Regions from separate parts of the Zea mays genome. Here region 1 is linked to region 2. A link is a contact called in public Hi-C data. All regions are on one chromosome and are shown on one strand. Each heading gives the region's core, a stretch centred on a gene start, on an enhancer-like site or on the middle of the called end of the contact. The rest is flanking DNA. Distances are from core to core; before and after follow the strand shown. Region 1 holds the start of LOC100217221 (squamosa promoter-binding protein-like (SBP domain) transcription factor family protein). Region 2 has its middle 21 kb from the start of LOC100285499.

Region 1 (5,146 bases), core at 2,190-4,689, 39 kb after region 2:
GACCGCCTTCTAGAGTCGAGGCTGAGTCCGAGCCTTGGGGTTGGGCGAGGCAGAGTCCGTCTTCCGAGGTCGAGGTTGAGTCCGAGCCCTGGGGTCGGGCGAGGCGGAGTCCGTCGTCCGAGGTCGAGGTTGAGTCCGAGCCCTGGGGTCGGGCGAGGCAGAGTCCGTCGTCCGACGTCGAGGTTGAGCCCGAGCTCGGGGGTCGGGCGAGGCGGAGCTTCCTATGGCGCCCGAGGCTGGACTTAGCTGCTGTCAGCCTCACTGTGTCGAGTGGCACAGCAGTCGGAGCAGGGCAGGCGACGTTGTTTTCCTGTCAGGTCGGTCAGTGGAGCGGCGAAGTGACTGCGGTCACTTTGGCCCTGTCGACTGAGGAGCGCGCGTCAGGATAAGGTATCAGTCGATCCTTGCATTAAATGCTCCTGCGATACGGTCGGTTGGCGTGGCGATCTGGCCAAGGTTGCTTCTCCGCGAAGCCTGGGCCTCGGGCGAGCCGAGGGTGCGTCCGTTGCTTGAGGGGACCCTCGGGCGAGACGTGAATCCTCCTGGTCGGCTGCCTTTGCCCGAGGCTGGACTCGGGCGAGGCGAGATCGTGTCCCTTGACTGGACGGAGCCTTGACCTGAATCGTGCCCATTAGACCTTTGCAGCTTTGTGCTGATGGGGGTTACCAGCTGAGATTTAGGAGTCTTGGGGGTACCCCTAATTATGGTCCCCGACAAATGGGTAAGTGATAACGTTAAATCATGTTTGTTTTAGTCTAACCGTAATCAGATATCATACTAAAAATTGATATCGGACTATTCAAACTTGTTACCGTCCGTAATCGAGTGTAAACCATTACTATTATCTTTTACGTTACATTTCGTGAACCAAACAACACCTCAGATAGATGTGGCTTTTTTTCGAGAGTAGCATTATAAACGACCTATTACAGTCCATTCTAGAGTGGCATAAGCGTGACAAAAGTTGCATACGGACAAGCAAGAAAGCAGATATTATGTGGCCAATCATTCCATGCTATAGCTCTTCCCCTCCGTGTTAATTTTGCAAACTAATGAAGAGGCCGCGATCATGTGGTACGTAGTGCAATATATCTTTCACCTTTCAATCTTTCATCCCTTTTATTCGTTTCTTTTTCTAGAGCCATCGATCCTACGCCCAGCAACAATGTCAGGGACAAACAAACCTACCAACCGGCCCTATGTCCTGACTCCTGAATCCTGAGGGCTGAGGACACCAAAAAAAAAACTCGTGCACAAATTCCCATGAAGGTCTGGAGCCACATGTGGCGACAATATGCAAGCTGACGCCATATAATATTGATTAAAAAAAAGGAATGTACTTGTGTTGGAGAAATGGACCATGCATGCACCAACTCTCTCTCTCTCTATCTTTCTTTTGGAGAAAAGAATTGGACCAGATCAGAGGGATCCGGGTTCTGGTGAGAGATGCAGTTGGAACATGCTGGGATCTTGGATTTTGGGGGGAGATATTAAACTGGTATTCAAGTGCAACCTTTGCTGAGGAATTTCGCTATGGAATCAGACTGTGTGGTCTACCCATGTTGCAATGTTTTGCGAGCTTTGTGGATAAGAATAAGATATATATTTGCTAACCGTACTTTTCCCTGACAGCAGGGAGAGAACTGAGAAGCGTCAAAGGCAATTGGATATTTCTTGTCGACGCGCGCAGATCGAGTATTTTATCATGCATATATCCTCTTTAGACGAAGCACATGCGTTTGGATTTGGAACTGACATGAACGGGCATATTAAAAGCCACCTAGCAATTAGCTTAACGATCGAGGTAGTACTAGCATGCACGCATTAGGGACGTGTTTGGTTCCAAAGGCAGGCTAGCTTTGATTCGATACACTCCAAGAAACATGCTAGGCCCAGCGAGCCAAATTCGCTCTGTGTCCGTGGTCTCCAAAAATTATTATTTTTTTGAACGAGAGGCATACTAAATTCATGTTTTGAAACACATGGACTGCTTAAAAACTCAGGGACTGTATGGGAATGTAGTTTTGAAATACTGTAGTTTTGAGATACTTATAATTGTACATGACATAAATACTACGGTACTGTAAAACTACAGTATTGTTCAAAACCGAAATCTGTTTGGTTTATTGGAAAAACAAAGTATATGTAGAAAGAAAGAATAAGACTGGGGTCCTAAGTGGAGTTTCGAAAACTCCAAAAATACCACAGTTTTGGATACACCATGGTATTTAAAAATGAGTTTTTGACTGTTTAAATCAAACACCTTTTGAGCTCCAATATTATAGTATCATCAAACATTATAGTATTGTTTCAAAACTGCAAAAATACTACAATTCAAAACAGGGCCTCAAGCTGTTTCCAATTGCTATATACGTACTCCTATGTAGCAAATGGATCGATCCGTGGAACAATAACATGCATTTGCAGCTCCAGCTTTCTTCTGACTAGACATATTTCGAGGATTCGCCGCTGGAGATAGAAAAAAAAATCGAAATTACTTGCCTTTTGACGGATGCATGGATCAGACTAGCTACGTGACCAATATAGTAATCCGATTAACCATCACGTACGCACTATTTTAGCACAGTAGCCTCGCAATCATGCTGAACAGAAGTTTGATTTTTTTTCCCTCCTCCCTTAGGCCATGTTCGTTTGATCCCAAAACCATAGGGATTGAGGGGGATTGGAAGGGATTGGAGAGGATTTTGACTTGTAGGGGATTTAATCCCCCTCAATCCCTATGGATTGGCACAAAACGAAAAGGGCCTTAGGAGGAAAGTAACATTATTATATTTTCAAACAATCCAGCTTCCCAAACTATTGTAGCACAGTGCCTTCACATGCTCCTCAGTCACACACACATGACTACATGAGTGAGCTACCACACTGTTGTTTTTAAGTATAGAGAGAGAGAGAGAGAAAGAGAGAGAAAAAAACACTAGTCGCTCTACTGTAGCCCAGCCCTTGATGACACTCATTAAACCTTCCTCAGTCCTCTTCCCCCACTCAACCAACCTCGCTAACAAGAAGCCAAGAGAAGTAATGCCCACCCGTCTCCTCTGCTGCAAGCTAGCTAGGGAGGGCCGGCCAAAGCAAAGCACTGCAGGCGGCGGCGAAGACCCCCCGAACCAACCCCCCCTCCCCCCAATAATTGCGCGCAGCAGCACAAGGGTTCCATGCTGGTGTTAAAGGATGAACATGGCACCTGGCGCCCGCTGCGGGGCCCGTCGCCTTTAGAATCCCTGTCAGGGGATTGATGGTGGCCCTGATGAATGGCTACTGCAAGCAATGTTGCATTTCGCAGTGGAACGAAGAAAAACAAATCCATACAAAAAAATAGTTTTTGTTTTTGTTATCGTAATAATAGAATAGTGGAGTCGAGTGATTAGTATAAGATGGGCATGCATCCATCCACTGATCCACGCCCTCATCAGTTGAGGTCTGAAAGCTGAGCTGAGCTCTAGCTGATAGAGGTAGCCCTCCACACCACACCACTCGCAATCCACACAACTACACTGATACACCTGCGCTGCACTTGCCTCTGCGAGCACGTACTGGCTGTGGCTGTGCCTGGCCTCCTCTTCCTCGGTGGTGGTGGTGGTGGTGGTGCACTGGTGCTGGTCTTGCGCCTGCTTGTTCGGTTGTTCCTCACTTCCACTTCCACGGCTCCCCTCCCACCAAGCAGACTGCAGTAGCACATCCCCCTCCGCGCACCACTCGCTTCGACACCACCGGGCACCGCCCGGCATCTAGCTCTAGCGGCAGCTCATCTCCCTCCCTCTGGCTGGCTGTTTGTTTCTCTCTCTCTCTCCTCCCCATCAGGATAAGCTCAGCAGCCCCCCCTGCTGATCTGCGGCATTTGCCCTGTTCCCGTGCTCGATTTGTTCGCTTCTGTGCGCGCGCGGTGGTGCCCAGGCAATAACTCCCCTCGGTGTCTGGCTGGCTCGTTGCCACCCTCCCCGCGGCAGAGCGGCCTATAGGATGAGAGGGACAGGGGAACCCAACAAACCGGCCGCGGCACTGTCCTGGCCGTGAAAGACACGCACACAGAGCTCCAGCTCGGCCACGGGCACGGGCACGGGCACGGGCACGCGGCGCCTAGCTCTGCACTGGCCGACGGGGAAACGGTCGAGCTTGCTATCCATCGCCCGCGCCGTTCCCATTCATGGATTGGGATCTCAAGATGCCGGTTTCCTGGGACCTGCCCGACCTGGAGCACGACGCCGTGCCGCCGCCCATCGCCGCCGCCGCCTCCGCCGCGCCTTCCCCCGCGGCGGCGTCGGGCATTGCCGCCGCAGCTGCTGGGCCTCCCCCCGCGGCGGCACCGCGCGGGGCGCCGAGCCGGGCGGAGTGCTCCGTGGACCTCAAGCTCGGCGGGCTCGGCGAGTTCGGGGCTGCGGACGGGACGAAGGAGCCGGTAGTGGCAGCGGCCGCGGCCGCGGCCGCGGCGCCGCCGTCCGCTAGCCCGATGAAGCGCCCGCGCTCGGGGCCCGGTGGCGCCGCCGGGGCGCAGTGCCCGTCGTGCGCGGTGGACGGCTGCAAGGCCGACCTCAGCAAGTGTCGCGACTACCACCGCCGCCACAAGGTCTGCGAGGCGCACTCCAAGACGCCCGTCGTCGCCGTCGCCGGCCGCGAGATGCGCTTCTGCCAGCAGTGCAGCAGGTATATACGCCAACTCCAGTTCCAGGCCAAAGCCAATCCCATCCCTTCTCTTCTCTCAATTCACTTCATCTGAAAACGTCGATGTAATTGCATGAACCTGCTGCTGGTTGCCTGGAATTCTGGAAAAGGGTCGCTTGCTTGAATTGTTGAAAATTGGTACTACCAATCAGCAAACCGACTGATTTACACCCAGACATCTTTTCTCCACAGCTTTTACTTTTTACTGCTGATTATTCCTTGCCTTCCCCTTTGTTCAAAGTGAAAATGCCAAATCAGTTCTTTCTTTTGCCCTGCCTCCCTCCCTCTCTCTCTGCTTCAGAGTTCAGATTCTCGCCAATTGGTCACCAACAGCCACAGATATGATGAACTTGAGCTTAAAAATTAGCCTACACCTGCCTGAGTGGCTGTTTTGCTTCAATCAGGGATGCACAGCTTTAACTTTCCCGGCTCCACTTTTTCAGCCTTTTCATACGAACGTACACCG
Region 2 (5,415 bases), core at 18-2,517:
CTCAGGCGTCAGCGAGGAGGAAGAGTTGTGTCTCTCACTTGGATTTTTGGCCGCTACAAGATGGGGCGTGTGCTGCCATCTCCTAGCTAAGTTGGATCTGGGCGAGGGTGAGGAGGCCATGGCCCATCAGACAAGGGAGGAAAGGAGGTTAAATAATCTTAGGATTTCTCCCGTGGCGCCTTCGAGTGGCTTCCGCTTCACATTGAGGGTTTTGGGAAGAATAGCACGAAGAGAAAGTTGTCATCATGATCTATTTAAGCCTAGGGATAGTAGTGGTGAATTTTTTTTATCGGGAAATAGCTCTCCATCCCGTCCTCGCGAGAAGAAAAATCTAATGTCACCATGCCCACAAGAAGAAAAATTCCATGTATGCGTCCCATCACCACGAAAGCTCACGGGGGACTTCTGTTTCTCCCATCCCGTCCCTAGCAGGGATTTTATACTTGCAGGGAATCCGTCCCTATTAGGAAATTCAGATTTTGGAGACAAATGTAAATTGGTTATATCAACATTAATATATATTAAACAAATAACATTTAAAATTATAAGAGACATGCACTTTAGGTTGTTTGCTATTCATGCTAGGCTATGTATTGAATTTTAGTAGAATTTTAATATATCATGAGGCTAATTTAGAGCAAGGAAATTTCGCAGGATGGGTATGTAGGGAACGAGGAGCTCAATGAGGACTTTTTCCCCCATTTCGATCTTCGTGATGATTAATAGGAGAATTCCTCATGGAAACATTAGGGCTCAGGTTCCATTAGCATTCCTATTGAAGCCCGTAGTTTTTAGCTGATCAATAATTTGTCTTTGGTATCAAAGATGAGCATCGGTAATGCTGACATAGGCGCCCTGGTGGGCACGTTTTAGGTGGAGGTGATTTGGATTTCGGTTTCCCTGGTTTTGCTAAATATGCTGACCAACTCCGGCACGGAACTGATGACGCGTGCCGGCGCGCATTTACCACGAACTACGACTTACACAAGGTCAAAGCCTAGCACAGTGACTGCGATTGACCCTCGTAGCCTTTTTTTTTGACGGTACGAGAACGAGAGGAGCACTTCTGCAAAAGCTATCTCAAGATTGGAGACGGGTGGCCGGGAACGTTCGTCTGCCCGAGGTGTGCATGACGCCATGCACCCGAGGTGTGACGCTTGGCTTGGTGGTGGTAGGGGAAAAAAATTGTTTACATCCTCGCAGTCGCACGCAGGGGCAGACAGGCTCGGCTGGGGTAAAATGGGCCATGGCCGTCCCTTTGTCGCGTGTGCTGTTGCTGTGCCAGCAGCAGGCGCGCGCGGCCACACTAGTATTCATCAGGGCCCGCGCGCGCTACAGGGAAGGGAAGCAAGCAGATAAAAGGGGCACGGGAAGGTGAGATCAAATCAGATTATTATTATTATTTAACCCTGGCCGTCTCTCAGGTCTGGTCTGGAGACTGTCCGGAAGAGGAGAGAATTTTGCTGCCGTCGCATCCACAACAGAATGGAGAAAATAATATAAAAAAACCACGCCGCCGTCGCTGTCCGCGAGCTAACGCAACGCAAGGTTGACAAAAAGGCCACAGAAATCTCGCAGAGATTTTTCTTCTTCAATAAGAGCTCTACGGTACCTTTTTTTAAGACCTCTGCAGTCAGTCCCAGTCCCAGCGCAGTTGGAGGTCGAGGAAGCAGGCCACGTCCCTGTCTATCCATTACTACTGCGTTCGCGTGTAGTAGTAGCCGTGGATGAAATGAAACGAAACGAAACGATACGAACTCAGGGCAAGACAAGAACCACCAGCACCAGTTGGTGATCCACACGGTCATGCGGGCGAGAGAGGCGACGACGCAGGCAGGGCCCGTCGCTAGCTTTCCGGCGGCCCCGACAGCGACCGGGCCGAGCCGTACGTCGCGGTCGGGCGCACTGTTTGGGCAAGACGCCGAGCCGAGCGGCGGAGGCATGGAAGCTGCGATGCGCGATCGGATCCGCTGCCTAGCCAGACGACGGCGACGCCACGACACAGCGTGGTAGCGAGCCGTCGGTCTTTGAAGCGACGACTGCCAGACCAGACTGCCTTGTTGTTATTGTTATTACTGGACTGGACCGTCCGTGGAGCGTACGTTAGCTAGACAGCGACGTGATAGAGACCGTCAGAGGACAGACGGCGTGGGGGTGTGTGTGTGTGTGTGTGTGGTGTAGCGTGCGTGGAATGGAACAGAGGAGGTGTAGTAGGAAAACTTGGCAGTCACGTCGTGATCCTTCTCCAGTTTAGGGTTACGCGAGTACTGACTGGTACCGCTAGCTTCACCGCAAGCAAGTATCACCATCGTCGCCCGGCCGGTTACAGTAGTTCGTTCGGCTGTGGTGTGGACGTAGTCCTGCACTGCACGCTCCGTCCGTCCGCCCGCCGGTGCTCCCCTCTGAGGTCCGGACTCCACCATCAGTCTTCTAACTATAGAACATAGTAGAACCATGGGCCGGGCCGGGCACAATAAAGGCCAACAGGAGCCGTCTGTCTCCTGCGCAGTGGGAAGCAATCCAACTGCCCATTGAGGGCTTGTTCGGTTATTTTCAATACATATGGATTGAAGGGGATTGATACGGATTGAGAGGGATTTTGACTTACTAGGGATTAAAACCCCCTCAATCCCCCTCAATCCATATGGATTAGGGTAGAACCGAACAAGCCCTGATGGGTTGCTGCCCCACTCCGCCGCGGCGGCAGGCAGCAGAAGCAGGGGGCGTTTCCATTTCCCTCTCCTCCTCCCAGGCACTCACCCATTCCCATCGGCGGCCATCGCTGCAGGCTGCAGCGCGTGCATGTGCTTCCATGGGTAGTAGTCCTATCATTCGCGGTCGCGGCGGCAGCTCCTCCTTTCCTTCATCAGCTAAGCTAGGAGTAGGAGTAGAGACTACATAGCTGCTAACGCTGGCGGATGCCCATGCATGACTTTTCTGATTATTGAACCACTCCTCGCAGATTGTTACTGTTACTACTGCTACAGTTGGTAGCAATAATACCGAGGTCATAGTCCTACACGACAAGTTACACAAGCTCGGTAAATTTCACGCTGGTTAATTACCGCTCTACTGTACTCCTACTACTTACTAGTAGTGCTCAACAAGGGATTCATACGCATGGCTATAGATAGATGGTCATGCTCATGCATGCAGTTCATATAGCCTGATGACCCAATATGAAACACTAGTGTTTTCTTTTTCATAACTTGATGGCCTGCTGCTTTAAATTGGCTAGGTACGGTGTAGTATACTACTGCTACTGTTTCTATATGTTGTCTGCAACAAACAACCGTGCAGTATACGCAGTAGTACGGGTACATATATAAACATCTCTCCATGCATTATATTTCGTGTAAGCTTTTAGCATTTATTTGTTCGCTATCTAGTAGTGTCGTTCATTCAGTGCGCCCCCCTTGTCGCATGCAAGTGAAGTAGTACGTATGACTGCTTCTTTTGCATTGGCCAACCCACATGCATGATGAATTCAGTACTACTCACAATCATATGGTCGGGGCAACAAATAAAAGAAATAAACTGATCATCAATGGACTGACAGCTGATCCACATCCATGCTTTGACGGTTAGCATCTTGCAATAGCTTCACGTACGCGCATGGCAATTATGCTACCACGCTAAACTAGCTTGCGTGGACACTGGTGGACGGACACGACTAGAACCTAGCTCTAGCTGCTTGTTCACAGTCGGGTGACGTGACAATCTAACCACTGTATATATATGATCTCTGAAAGCCGCACGCCTGTTACATATATAGACCACTGTGCTTGTGTTCGGTCAGGTCGAAAAAGTGCGAGATCCCATCTGTATGAATGGTGCATGATGGTAACATGAGCTAGCTAGCGCATCAAGAATGTATATATATATATATATATATATATGTGCGTGCAAATCACCCAATGGTTGGAAGACTTGTGTTAAAAATGCGCGGCCTCTTGTTCGGTTGGCAGGAAAAATGATGATTTCAACATGGCGCGCGTGGGAACTCGTGTTCTAAGCATCACAAAAAATGAACAAGAGGCCGCAGCTGTTCCCACGCGCATGGACTCGTGTCGGCGTGTCGGCTTGTAGCCAGCCGCAACAGTGTCGGCTTGTAGCCAGCCGAACACGCCGACACGAGTCCATGGGCGTGTTCGGCTGGCTACAAGCCGACACTGTTGCGGCTGTTTGGATTGCTGCAGCTGCAATCCATAGAGAGAAAAATACTGTAGAAGCCGCAGCCGCAGCCGGATTGCAGCCGCAGCAAGCCGCAGCGAACAAGCTGTTTCCGCGTGCAAACCAATTAATAAAAGTCACAAAAAAAATCTCAAAAAAATGTAGATGTACTTCATTATCCACTATACCACTATATAAAATTTTAAGTTTAGATTCATCATATATTAAAAGATACAAAAAAGAAAAAAAATCTGAGATATTTTTCACTTTTTTCTATCTCTTAACATATGATGAATTTGAACTTTAAATTTTATTCAGTGGTAGAGTAGGCAACGAAGTACATCTATAATTTTTTGAGAATTTTTTATGACTTTTTGTTCACTACAAGAAACTGGTTAAAGAACGTGGGTGAAAACCCGTCGAACTTAATGTAATAAGCCGTCGAACTTACCGTAAGAACGTGGGTACCCACGTTCCTAACTCGTTAAGTTCAACGGTTTTAGCCAGGGCCCACGAACTTAACTTAAAAACGTCGGTACCCACGTTTTTAACATAACCCATGAAATTAACTCAAGTAAGAACGTCGGTACCCACGTTCTTAAGTTTACCCACGAACATTTATCAGTTTCTTGTAGTGGTTAGCTGGTTTGTACGGAAACTTGGTTTGCATCTGGTATGTTGCCATTAGTTATACATGGTGCACTACAGGAATCGCTTTCTTTGCCGAGTGTCTAAGACACTCGGCAAAGGCTATTTTACACTCGGCAAAGGCTTTGCCGAGTGTAACACTCGGCAAAGAACACTCGGTAAAGATTTCATCGGCAAATGGTTCTTTGCCGAGTGCTTTTTTTCGGACACTCGGCAAAGACTTTGCCGAGTGTCAAAAAGCACTCGGCAAAGAATAACACTCGGCAAAGGAAGAATAGAACAAATTAAAAAAAACAGCAAAACATTTTTTTAAATTCTAGGAACAATTCTCCAACCCTACCCTATTACCTTACTCGTTGCCCTATCATTTTTCACTATTATTTTGAATCAAACTTATATGTTTTGATGGTGAGATTCGAACTCGCAACCTCTCTCTCGCGCATACCCTCCTATACCACTACACTACTACACCAATTATGTTTATATTACGTTTCCATTCCCCATGTACTATAACAAATCGAGAGTAATTTGATTATTTAAGGCACTAAATGAGTTCATTTGAAAATGTGACCAACTATAAAGTTGCATAACTTT

The links. Hi-C and Micro-C count contacts between places; a contact is called where the count stands out from the background.
Region 1: a Hi-C map of tassel shows a contact between it and region 2, with 6 times the contacts expected there. The contact joins the promoter of LOC100217221 here to the enhancer-like site in region 2. A contact is called at or near these places in 11 of 25 Hi-C or Micro-C datasets (bundle sheath, ear, endosperm and 4 more) and 1 of 3 datasets of contacts at active chromatin or transcription factors (leaf).

What each region holds. Positions count from the first base shown.
Region 1 is chr7:142,905,124-142,910,269 of Zm-B73-REFERENCE-NAM-5.0, forward strand. It overlaps LOC100217221 (squamosa promoter-binding protein-like (SBP domain) transcription factor family protein), which reads left to right and starts at 3,440. Exons shown (of 3, transcript NM_001359706.1): 1 at 3,440-4,662. The coding sequence starts at 4,166.
Region 2 is chr7:142,868,769-142,874,183 of Zm-B73-REFERENCE-NAM-5.0, forward strand. No RefSeq gene overlaps it. Among protein-coding and RNA genes, the nearest start is that of LOC100285499, 21 kb to the left of the region's middle. Within about 2 kb of position 1,268, at least 18 of the 20 cell types and tissues checked have an H3K27ac peak or open chromatin away from gene starts, as enhancers often do. A contact at or near this core is called in bundle sheath, ear, endosperm and 3 more, where this site is marked.